Regions from separate parts of the Mus musculus genome. Here region 2 is linked to region 1. Evidence: chromatin contacts called from public promoter capture Hi-C data. All regions are on one chromosome and are shown on one strand. The core of a region is the stretch at or near the end of the contact, and the rest is flanking DNA. Distances in the headings are between cores, read along the strand shown. Region 1 holds the start of Zfp706 (zinc finger protein 706). Region 2 holds the start of Azin1 (antizyme inhibitor 1).

Region 1 (6,236 bases), core at 1,461-3,960:
CCTTCAAAAGTTTGATAGTCCAAAGTTTAGTCTTCCTTTGTCATTTGATTACAAAGGTAGTTTCTCCCTGCTAGCATCCACTACTGAGACTTACAATTTGCACATTTTAAAATAAGTGCTGTCATCTAATCCTAGAAAAGAGATGTAGGGACACAGCAACTCCTTTTAGTACTGAAGTTTCATTAAACTATTGTACTATCCAGAGTTTTCCTTAAGAAAACTTTCCTGCACAGAAACACAAACGCCTACACTTATTTGTGTGCACGCAGATACACATACTCCACAGAGCATTTGTGAGTGTGTTCTTCTACAACTTGTGTTCTGGGGATCTAACTCAGACCCTCGGGCTTGACAGAAAGCGCCTTCACCAGCTGAGCCACCTCACTGGCCCAGCCGCACACATTGTAAAGACAAATTAGAACCCTGGTGTGAGGGTACCTTTTACAAAGCTGAAAGGTTCTTTCTATTCTTCACTACTAATGGCCTGGAGTAAACAAAAATGAGTTAAAACAATTGTCACTTAAAAGAATTATTTTCCTGTTAAAACCAGACTTCTGGTTAGACAGCACAAATTAAACCTGTTCACCCAGCATCTACCAGAGTAGTGCTTTGAAGCACATTAAAATGAGGTCCAATGCCACTTTGACTAGCACTGTAATTACATTTTAAACTTTGAAATTACTAAAAGACATGAATGTACAAGGGACCGTACTATGAAGAGGGTTGGCCTTTTCTGACTGCAATTCTCTTTAGCTACTGGATATAAAGTCAAAAGTGTTTCAGTGACAATCAAGCTCTCCTCATCATCCCCCACCACAATGGAAACTAAACAAACACACACGTACTGGACACATTCCCACTAGTATTACGTAGCAAACTGGAAGTCCATCCAGTCTTTCACCAACCATGAGAATGTTTAATATGCCAGCCTAATATATGAACTCGATTCCCACCCAAGGCAAATATAAACTGTTTGTCATGAAAATTATATTTCATTTTTGTGTTTTTAAACCAATGCCGTATCAATTCTCTAAGTTTCAATAGTATATTGGGGGGTTGTCTCACTACATATCTCTGGCTGGCCTGGAACTCACAGAGATCTGCCTGCCTCTGCCTCCTAAGGGCTGGGATTTTAAGGCCTGTGTCACTTCACCATGTTCCAATGGCATATTTAAAAGTACATTTTGATGGTGGGTCTTCAATACATGAACACCAATGCTTTGAAAACATTCCTTAAAAAAAAAAATTAATATATATGGGTACACTGTCGCTGTCTTCAGACACACCAGAAGAGGGCATCAGATCCCATTATAGATGGTTGTGAGTCACCATGTGGTTGCTGGGAATGGAACTCAGGACCTCTGGAAGAGAAGACAGTGCTCGTAACCGCTGAGCCATCTCTCCAGTCCTGAAAACACTCTTAATGTCCCCCTGTCTTAGTATCAGATCTTTACTAGATCATTCTGATTGTCTAAAACATCTTAACTCTTCCATAAAGCATGGCTTATGTATGTGAATTACTTGGTGAACAGATCTTAAGGGTTTTATGCTTAAGTTACAGAACCTCACATCAGTAATTCCAGAACTTTCCTTGCCATCTAGAAATTAAAGCAGCTACTTTGATAACCTTTTCATGAAGCGTGCTGTAAAAACAATGCCATCAGATAAGCAAAAACTATTTTTTAACTTTTGCGTTTAGGGCTTCTCCTAAAACACAACAGAACACCTAAGATTTAACCCATTTTCTTTACCACCACCAACGGTTACAAAAAGGCAAACGCTTCAATAAACACAAAATGTAACACTAGGCAAAGGAGATCTGTTCTAACAGGCTAGCTGAGCGGGGCAGGCCCCTAACTTCTGACAGCACAGATTTCCTTTCTGAAAGCAGAAGTGCAAACGATCCAACCACCTGCTTTCGGACAGTTCAACTTACAATTTGCTCTTGACCAGCTCATCGAGTTTTTGACAAAATCTTACGTATAAATCGCTCCCTGATTAAGTGGGACAAACTGAAAGGCAATAAATCGTTTGCAAACAGTTACCAGCTGATTTTTAATAAAAGTTTTAGCTTTCCCAGGAGGCTGCAAATGAGCTACGAACCAGGAAGAGTTCTTGGAATACCAGGACTCTTGAGAAGGAGGCCCTAAGGGGCCGCTTAAAGAGAAACAACTTACTCTGAGGCCGGGGAGCCAGGAAATGGGCTCACACTCTGCAACCAGCCAGAGCAAGGGGCCCAGGTCGGCTCCGCGGCACGATCCCAGCTCTCAACAGCCATTCGTGGGCAGACTCAACCCCACGGTTGCAGCCCGGCCCGCCCGAGGCCTCGGCGGCCCTCAGCCCCGCGCCCGCTCCGCCGGGAGTCCGACGCCCGCCCCGGCCTCCCGCCGCCGCGTGCCTCCCGCCCCGGCTCCCGCGTCCTGCGGCGCCGCTTACCCGGGCCGGGCCGGTCTGGCGTCCGAGAGACCGCGCAGCGCGAGAAGAGCTGGGCAGGACGAGTAGGGAAGGAAGGGTCGAGCCCCGCACCGCTTGGGGCCTCCGCCACCCGCAGAGGAAGGACCGAGCAGAGCCGGGAGCACAACAGCCCGCGCCTCGCACACCCGCCGCAGCGCGCGCCCGCCGCGCCTGAGCCCGAGGCAGGCCCGTCGCTCGTGCCCGCGCACGCCGCGCCGCACTCCCAGTCGCCTCAGCGCCGCCTGCTTGCCCGCGCGGTCCCGCCCCTCACCTTCCTGCGGCGGCTTTGCCCCGCCCCTCTAGCATGCCCGCGTCCTTCCGGTCTGCAGGCCAATGGCAGCTCTCCCCTGTTACATAAGCGCGCGGGGGCGGGGCCTAAGACGGGAACTGCGGGGCCCTCGCCCGCCCCTCTGCTTCCCGCCCGCTCTCTCGGTGTCGTCTCAGCGTGTCCCCCTGCCCTTGCGGTGTGTGACCTCCGGTCTACGGGCGGCTGTCGGCCGAGTGGCTCAGCAGTCACTCTTTCGTGTTTCACTCACCCGGCCTGGCCTTTGCCCCGCCGCCCTCGTTTTTCCCTGGCCAGCCGGGAGCCCTGTAAGGCGCTAGCCGGAGCGGCGGGGGAGTCGCGTCCGGGGCCCCGCGTGGCCGCCGCTCGGCCATGACCCCCTGCCAGACTCGCTGCCATTGTTCCCTCACTGGTTCCGTGCTCAGGGTATTTTGACTTACTAGGGACTTTCACATAGATGGAGACTTGAGCCTGAAAAATCGGCTAAATCCTAACGTGCTCGCTTGGCCTGTGCAGGCTGGCTATTGGATTGCTAATACTTGGGGAAAGAATAAAAGGTCGTTCCCCGCCTCCACTTGATTTAGACCACGTTGTGAACTTCAGATACCTTATTAAGAGCGATTGCAATTCTAACATCTAGTGGTGGTTAGAAATGGCGTTGTAAATCTCTGCATTTGTTGCCCTGTACCTGCAACAAGCTGCTCCCCATTAGATCTAATTAGGTTATAGGTATACTGCTTTTGTGGCCTTAAAACCACTATGTGGTTCAGTCTGTCCTAGAACTGAACCCTTTCACCTCCACAGGAGCTACATGACCATGTGTCGCCATGCCCAGTCAGAATCTCAAACTTGCCTGCCAGTAGCCAGAGAATTCGTTGACTATGAGCATAGTCTACTTTACTTGTACTATGATAACCTTGTCACAGTATTGTTAAAAATAGCCAGAAAGGTGCAACGCAGCTGGGCCATGATTGAAGTGGGCTCATCTTTGATTCATTTCACTTTATGCTCACAAGCCTTTATTAAAATGTAGTTACGTGTTTAAGTTTTGTTACTGTTGCTGATGGTAATCTGTAATCTCCTTTTTATTACTGTATAGCCAGTGACCAACAAAGTGCTGAAAAAACAATATTGAACAGAATGTGTCTAAAGAGACAGGTTTGGAACAGACATGTCAAGAAGCTATAACATAGTTATTAATGGTGGCCACATTTACTGTTGTGTTAATCTGCCTTTTGGGTTGAGAGTCTTGGAGGATCTAGACTTGGGAAATACAAAGAGCTGTTTGTCTAGTCATGAATGACAATGGACACTGCAACTAGACTGTGACATCTGCAGGGGTGAGGTGGTGTCTGAAGTCTTGTGAAGTAGGATTGGTTTGTTGCTTTTTGTCCTGTGGCCTGGGGGAATACTCAAAAGCTAGTATCCCTTGAGTTTTTAATTCATATCTCCTGCAGGAACCTGACAAAAGCTGTAGCTGGAGTTAGTTCTCTCTCTCAGGACAGGACTTTGTTAACCGGGGTCTATGGGGAGTCACTAGGTGTTTAGTGGTAGCTCTGCCTTCTTTCTGGCTGGGGCCAATAGCACCCCATTTTCACTTGAGGAAAAGTAAAAGTCTTTGAGGATACTTACAGATGTTCCCTGGGGGAATCCGAGTTCACAGCAGTAAACTCCACAATGTCTTCCTGCTATGCCTCTTACCCGCACACCTTCTGCTGGAGCTTTTTTCTTTTTTTTGTTTTGTTTTTTAAGACTGCCACTCAGGCCGGGCATGGTGGCACACACCTTTAATCCCAGCACTTGGGAGGCAGAGGCAGGCAGATTTCTGAGTTCGAAGCCAGCTTGGTCTACAGAGTGAGTTCCAGGACAGCCAGGGCTACACAGAGACACCATGCCTTGAAAAACCAAAAACCAAACCAAAACAAAACAAAAAGCCCCAGAACCCTGCCACACAGGTCTCTTGTCTCCTCTATGCTTTTTATCCTTGAAGGAGTCTGGCTCACTCCCTTGTTAAGCACTGTTACCTAGAGAATATGGTGTAATGGTAATTATATGTGGTGCTTAGGACATTTGAAATATACAGGGGAAGTATGAAGCCGGAGTGAGTATGCTTGAGCATGTGTGTGGTGACAGTGGGTAAAAGGCAGGGCCTCTGCTTTGCCACCAGCTGGTGTAGTGTCAGAAAAGTGACAGCAATCTAGACATGAACACTTAGGCTTCTGTGCACATTCCTGCATTTAATTATGAATGCTAACGACACTTGTGGTAACATTTTCCCTTTTCTGCCTATCGGCGGTCACTTTAAGATAGTATGCAACAAGAACTTGCTGATTTGCTATCCAAAATCCACCTCATGAAATGAAACTGCGCCTCTGGAGATGAAAGATGACAGGCTTATTGATGTGTTTGGATGCGTGCTGGGTTCCTGCGATGAGGTGATTGGTGAGTTCCCAGCATATTCATTCTCAATACATAATGTAATCCTAGAACCCAGGAGAGTGAGGCGGGAAGATGGATAGCCAAGGCTATGTAGTGAGTTCAAGGACAGCCTGAGCTATGTATCAGATCCTGCTTTTAAAAGACAAAGCAAACAACACAACCACACCGATAACAACCAAAACAGTCTCCCTGAGGGGCTCCTGTCTCTGTGGTGCTTCCCTTAGAGACAACCGTACAACCGTAGGAAAAGCGAAGGTGGTTGCTCCGCTGCCTCCTCCTTACCTGTGCACCTTCTGCTTGAGGCTTTTTGTTCAGTCTCGTGGCTCTGAATGTCACACTCCCTTGAGACAACGCCTGCATTTCCAGCTCTCATTCCAGCCTCTTTTGTGAGTTTGTATTGACAGTTCCGATGCCCGTTGCTCACTTCTGCCTTGATGTTTTCCAGCTACTTCACATTAGTGCCAGATTGTACTGACTCTGTGAAGCCATTGACTTGAGTGTTTATGTGCAGCGACACTTTAAAACATGCTGCCAGTTGAACTATAATGACTTTTGGTTGTAAGGCAAATCTTGATTTCAGTAAAATTAAAAGAAGTTTAAACAGTAATGTGGGATATTAGAAATGCATCAAAAAGAGTAAAGTACTTAGACAAGGCCTTACCAAGAGAGATTCCAAGCTTGTATTCTGAATACCAAGCAGCATTGATGAAGGACATTGCAGAAAATCTAAGTAAACAGAAAGGCAAAGGTGCCTTCACTTTGTCGGTCAGAAGATTCAGAAATATACCCATGTCAGCAATCTCTGCATTGATCTACAAGTTGATGTACAAATTAAGTGTAGGCCTGACCAAAATCCTGCTGGCATCTTTCCATATGTTGAAGACCCTATCTAAATTATGGGAGCTGAAAATAGACTAAGTACTATTTATTTATTTATTTCAAGATGTATTTACTTATTACATATAATGTACACTGTAGCTGTCTTCAGACACACCAGAAGAGGGCATCAGATCTCATTACAGATGGTTGTGAGCCACCATGTAGTTGCTGGGATTTGAAC
Region 2 (6,236 bases), core at 1,304-3,803, 1.5 Mb after region 1:
GATCTCAGAAGTGCTTCTCACCTGGTTTATAGGGTGCTGGAAATCAAACCCAGGGCTGGAGATTCTAGGCAATCACTTGACCAACCACAAATCTAGCTCCACCTTGACACTCCTCAAAATTGTTTTCCTCTTCGAAATATCTTTACAAATGTTTCTGCTATCTTTGCAGATTTTCCAAAAAAAAATTGTTTTTTTTTTGTTTGTTTGTTTTTTTTAGACAGGATTTCTCTGTACAGCCCTGGCTGTTCTCAAACTCATAGATCTGCCTTGCCCCAAGTGCTGGGATTAAAGGAATGCACAACTGCCCGGCAAAGTTTTTTAAAATCAGGCATATACATATACACACAATGGACTACCAGAAACAATTTATTAACATATAAAATATGCTAAATAAAAGCCTTTTGCACAAAAGCATGCATATCAATTGATTCCATTTAAGTCCCTTGATTTAAAAAAAAAAAAAAAAAGGAAGGCTAGATGGGCCTCACAAGAACTGCTGTGACCTGTCAGGAGGGCTAGATGAGGATGTTAATGTTCTGTCTTGACCTAGATGTAGATTATAAAGTTCTTTCTCCTCTCTTTGCACACAGGATTTTGCTTTATGTGACCATAGCTAGCTTCAAGAACTTCCTGGGATTACAGGTGTAACAACACCTGGCATCACTTTGCTAAAACGTACTAAATACAAGCCAAACTTGTCCTGAGCCTGGAGTCCTAGCACCAGGCTGATGAGGAAGGAAAATCAGACTCAAGTCTGGGCTACAAAGTGAGGTCCTGTCTCAAACAAACAACAAAATCTAATCAAACAGTACAAATAAATAATGAGAATTTTACTGCCAATTTCTAAAAATTAGAGAATGGGACTGTATTTAATGTATGGAAATACTCAAGTTAGAGCTATGAAGCATTTTGATGTCCGTAATGCAGAATTAGTAAGATGGCTGGAAGGTAAGTAGAGTAAAATGTTAGCTGCGGAATCTAAATTGAAGGTACCACTCTGAGTTCATTGTTGGGAATCATACTAAAACATTAGAGAAATAAATTGATTACTCATTTATCTTTATAACCTACAGTTTTATGTAAACACCCTTTCCTACTTATTACCTGTGAATTCCTCGGGGCTTATTGGTACCAAGCTTGCTTTCCTGTCGGGCCTAGTTCTCATAGTCCTTTCCTGAGGAAGTTAATCAGCTCTCACCCAGGCTGTGCATATATTAATGGTAAAACACCACAGGACAAGAACAACCTAAGATATCCACCACAAAACTGAGTTCAATCTGTTCAAACATCCTGAGGCTGTAAACAGTGTAAACTGCTTGCTTCGTTCAGCCAGTAACACACGTTCATGATACTTAATACCATAAAACGTTTAAACACTACTAACCGCTGGCAGCCAACAGAGTCCTTGATAAGCCGCATCAACCTACCCTTCGCCCTCTTTCTGCCCCGCGATCACAGCTAGGACCAGAAAACGAAGCCATGGTGACTAATCTCCAGGCTTCAGGAGGTGACTGGGGTAAGTGAAAGCGACTTGGCCCAATCAGGAGAGCCGCAGGGGCGGGTCAGCAGCGCCGAGGTTTCCAGAAAGGGCCAAAGGCCTATTCGCTTGCTACTTGACACCGGGGCTTCCCCGCCGCCGGCCCCGAGTGAGGTCAACTTTCCACCGCCAGAGGGGGAGCGCGCACTCCGCACCCCCTCTCCCGCCCGCAAGAATCCAGCCTCCTCCCAGCTGTCACCAGATGCCGGCTCGAGGCCCGCCCCGCTCCATTCATAACCCGGAGCCCCGGCCGCCGCAGCCCGTCCACTCCGCACCACAACCCCCTGCAGGCACTGAGACAGGGAGAGGGCGATGGGACCCCCAGCCCTCCAGGCTGCCGCCGGACCCCCTCCCCGGAAACAGCAATGCACCACGGGAGTGGGGTGGGGGCCGCATGCCGCCGAGAGGGAACAGCGACCACCGCCAGCCTGCCCCCGAGCGCGGCCCCACGCGCACACGCCCCCTCGCTCAACCGCGGCTGTCGGCTGCCGCCCTGGGTCGCGAGGCGCCGGCCGCCGCCCGGGCCACCGGCAGCCGCCACACACGCCGCCGGCCGCCATGTTCGAGGCCGCCGGCTGCGGGGCACTGCGGGGACACCGAGGGCGGCGTGGCCCAGCCCAGGCGCCGGACCCTCCCGCGCCCCTAAGTCCGGTACTCACGTGAGATAACGGCCCAAAGAGTCGGGTAAAGCGTCTTCTCTTTTTCGGCGGAATTTTTAAAGAGGGATGTGGTTACCTTGAGCAGAAATACCCAAGGCGGCCTGGGCCATAGGCTGCGGGGACGACGTGGGGGAAACGCGCGGCACCGACACCAGCTGAGCAGCAGTGGCGGCGGCAGCCGAACTGGAGAAATGGAGCGGCGCGAGAAAAAGAAGAAAGGCGCGAACTGGGTGGGGAGAGGATTCAGCCTCGTCACTCCGCAGAGCAGCAGAGCGAGAAGGATGAGAAGAGCAGAGCAGGAGACAACCAGAGAGAAAAACGGAAACACCGCGGCGAGAGTTGAGCCAGAGAGTGTGGGAAGGCGGTGCCAGAGACGCCAGTATTTATACTCAGGGGGGCGGGGGCTGCTGACGTCACAGACGGCCGGTCGGCCGCACGACGGGGGTGGGGCCTGTGCCGCCGGGGAATGTGGGAGGGGCGGAAGGGGAAGGACAGCCTTGTGCAGTTAGGGGGCCGAAGGGCGGGACCACCGGGCCTGGCAGGTGCTGGCCCGGCGCTCGCTTCCCGCCCTCGCGCTGCAGCCGCTCCCCAGCGGGCTGCTAGTTTCGTAGGCGGGGCAGAGGGCGCGCGGCCCAGCGGATCGCGGATCGCGCCCTCGCCCTTGCGGCGCCTGCGCGCCACGCTAGCAGCCAACGATCCGCTTTGTGAGCCGGCAGCTAGTCCATGCTGACGGCAGCCTTCGGGACCGTCCTGGGTCCTCGGCTTACCGACTCCAGTATTTTAGGAGAGGAGGGTGTGCGCCATCACGGGGCTTTCTCGGTGCACTAGTTTATGTAACAACTGTATACTATGCCCGGGGACTGTATTCCGAGGGAGAGGTTCCCGCCTCTCCATGGGTTGCGGAGCTCCGTTATGAAAATGAGTTCCCCGTGGCCAGCAAGAACCAGTCCGGTGTGGTTACTGAGGCTTTGATCGTACCAGAATGTTCCTCCGTGTTCGCATGTTGCAATATGGTGCAGTAGATTTTTTTTTTAAATGTGGCTTTTCTTTCTTTGTCTTCATTTTCAAAAAGGGTTGATGCAGTCAGACCCAGCCCTATTAAAGCGGGGCCAGTGTTGCTGAAGTTACATGACTTAAAGGCACATCTCTTTAATCCTCTGCATTTCTCGTTTGAAGTCATTCTTTTTTTTTATTCTTTTGTTTTGTTTCTCCAGAAAGGCTTTCTCTGTGCAACCCAAGCTGTCCTGGAACTCCCTCTATATACCAGGCTAGCCTTGAACTCTGCCTGGTATATAGGTGCTCCTAGGTGCTCCTGCTAAAGGCACGTGCCACCACACCAGGGTTTCTCTCTAATCTTGTTTGTTTTGTTTTGTTTTTCTTCAGTTTTTCGAGACAGGGTTTCTCTGTATAGCCCTGGCTGTCCTGGAACTCACTCTGTAGACCAGACTGGCCTCGAACTCAGAAATCTGCCTGCCTCTGCCTCCCAAGTGCTGGGATTAAAGGCGTGCGCCACTACTGCCCGGCCGTTTTTTCTCTATTCTCTATTATTTAATAAACTTTTATTACTAAAGTAAAATGACGGATGTAGCCTCCCCCCTCCCCTTATATTTAAAATCCTTTTTCTAGCTGGATGAGGTGGTGCATGCCTTTAATCCCAGCATAAGAAGGCAGAAGCTGATGGATCTCTTGAGTTCAAAGTTAGCCTGGTTTCTAGACAGCTTGAGCTACACGTAGTGAAACCCTGTCTGGAAAAAGGAAAAACCAAAGGCCATTTTATCACTAGCAGTCAGTCCTAGCCTGCTAAATCTTTGCAACTCCAGACTCAGCACAATGAAGGGGAGGGACAGGCAGACAGGGCACTTCTCTGTAGCTGAAACTGACCTCCAAATAGCAAGTCTCCTGCCTCAATTTAAGGGGATTGAGATTACAGTCGTGTATTACCCTATTTATGATGCCCCTTCAACGTAAGATCTTTTAAAGTAAGACCCTGAACCCTCTCTCCTTCACATTCTTTCACTCCATTTATCTTGTAATCGGTACAGTAATTAATAAATCACCAAGGCAGAAAGAAAGGAAGAGCTCTTGCAGATTTGGTAAGGCCAGAATGTTTCAGAGGTAGAGAGTATTACAAGTTGGGAACTGTGAGCTCAGTTTCTGGTTTTTGTTTCCCCTATTTTTCTTGACATATCTTAGCTTTCTCTTACCTCCTCCCTCTCCATCCCTCTCTCCCCTCCCCTTTTCCTTTTTTGAGATAGGAAGTTAATATATTGCCCGTGCTGGCCTTGAATTCATGTCAGTCTTGACCTCTAGAGTTCTGGGATGTGAAGTTATGATCCACTGTGCTCAGTCTCTAACACTTTTGTTAAGTTCTGATCCATTTAAACTGCAGCAACTTCCCAAGGAGGCTCTTGCCCACATGAACACACCATTTGACATTTTGTTTGCAGTCTAGCAGGAGAAATGGAATGTTCGTAAAATAACCAAATTGTTGACAGATAACAAGGTAAATGCTGTAAGGAACCAAGTAGAAGGAAGAAATAACTTCATCTGAGAGAAAAGTTCTCAGGAAACAGTTCAGAGTGAATCTAGGGTCTATGTTCCAGGGAAACAGGATTCTGTCAAAGGAAGCAGATGAAAGAAAGGGCAGAAATGGGTGGGCTGGAGAACTGGGAGTGGCTTTCCCGTTCCACTCTAGAGGCATGTTTGCAAAGGAGATTAAATAAAAAGTTCTATTAGGGAGGGATTGATAAGGAATTAGAACTTACCCTTCATTCTAGAAACATTTTAAATAGGGACAATATTGAATATCGTACTGATAATGTCATATACATATGACTAAATACATATGATATGCTGCTAGTTTTTTTGATTCATGGTCTAACTATGTAGCCCAGGCCTCCCAGTCATCCGGACGCTGCCTCCCTATTGCTGGAATTACAGTAGTATTCCACCACACACCGAGAGATGTTTTAAAAGATTATTTAGTGGATTGCAAAGAAGAAGATAGATGGTTTGGCAGAAATAAGCACAATCTTACTAAGAAATTCAGCATGTTGATGCATGCATATAATCCCAGGACTGGGGAAGCAGAGGCAGGAGGCCAGCCAAGTCTACACAGTAAGACCCTAACTCCCAGCTGAGCGTGGTGGTGCACGCTTTTAATCCTAGCACTTGGGAGGCAGAGGCAGGTGGATTTCTGAGTTCGAGGTCAGCCTGGTCTACAGAGTGAGTTCCAGGACAGCCAGGACTGTACAGAGACACTGTCTCAAAAAAAACAAAACAAAACAAAACAAAACAAAACAAAAAAACAAAAAAAAAAACAAAAGCCAAAACGCCGGGCGTGGTGGTGCACGCCTTTAATCCCAGCACTTGGGAGGCAGAGGCAGGCAGATTTCTGAGTTCGAGGCCAGCCTGGTCTACAGAGTGAGTTCCAGGACAGCCAGGCCTACACAGAGAAACCCTGTCTCGAAAAACAAAAAAACAAAAACAAAAACAAAAACAAAAACAACCCAAAACAAACAAAAAAAGACCCTAACTCTCAACAATAGTGATACTCACTCCCACCCTCCCCCTCCAAAAACCCCTAAACATATGTGATGGTACATGCCTGTAATCCTAGCACTGAGGGGAGAGGGAGTAAAAAGCAGAAAGATTGCCATACATTGTAGAACATTCTAGTTCAGCCTGGATGATGAGAGTGCCTCCCCTTTCAAAAGAAAGAAACCCAAATTCAGGTGGTCCCCTGGAAATGACGAACTGTAGAGCCCTTTGGTGTGAACTTGGGAGCCTTTATTATAGACAAAATTGAAATGTTGCACTGATAAGATAGAAGTTGAGCAGAATACCTAGAAAAGTGCTAGGGAGAGTGGACTTGGGCAGAAAATATTATAAAGGTGGGAAGAAAAAAAATGTGAGACCCAAGTACAGCCATTAGTGGAGAAAGGGTCTGAAAAGTTATTTAAGACTTTCTGTTGCCCAGTTTCAGTGGAGTAGGAGGGCAGGAGGTTGCAGAAGTTCAAGTGAGGAATGTTGACATCTCT

The links. Promoter capture Hi-C pulls out the DNA fragments that hold promoters and counts their contacts.
Region 2: a promoter capture Hi-C map of pre-B cells shows a contact between it and region 1, with 4 times the contacts expected there. The contact joins the promoter of Azin1 here to the promoter of Zfp706 in region 1. A contact is called at or near these places in 1 of 39 promoter capture datasets (pre-B cells) and 1 of 9 other capture datasets (adipose tissue).

What each region holds. Positions count from the first base shown.
Region 1 is chr15:37,004,692-37,010,927 of GRCm38.p6, forward strand. Zfp706 (zinc finger protein 706) reads right to left here and starts at 2,711. Exons shown (of 4, transcript NM_026521.4): 1 at 2,437-2,711. It overlaps LOC115488529, which reads left to right and starts at 1,015. Exons shown (of 2, transcript XM_030248876.1): 1 at 1,015-1,019; 2 at 2,165-3,782. The coding sequence starts at 1,015. The coding sequence ends at 3,113.
Region 2 is chr15:38,516,713-38,522,948 of GRCm38.p6, forward strand. Azin1 (antizyme inhibitor 1) reads right to left here and starts at 2,554. Exons shown (of 12, transcript NM_018745.5): 1 at 2,197-2,554.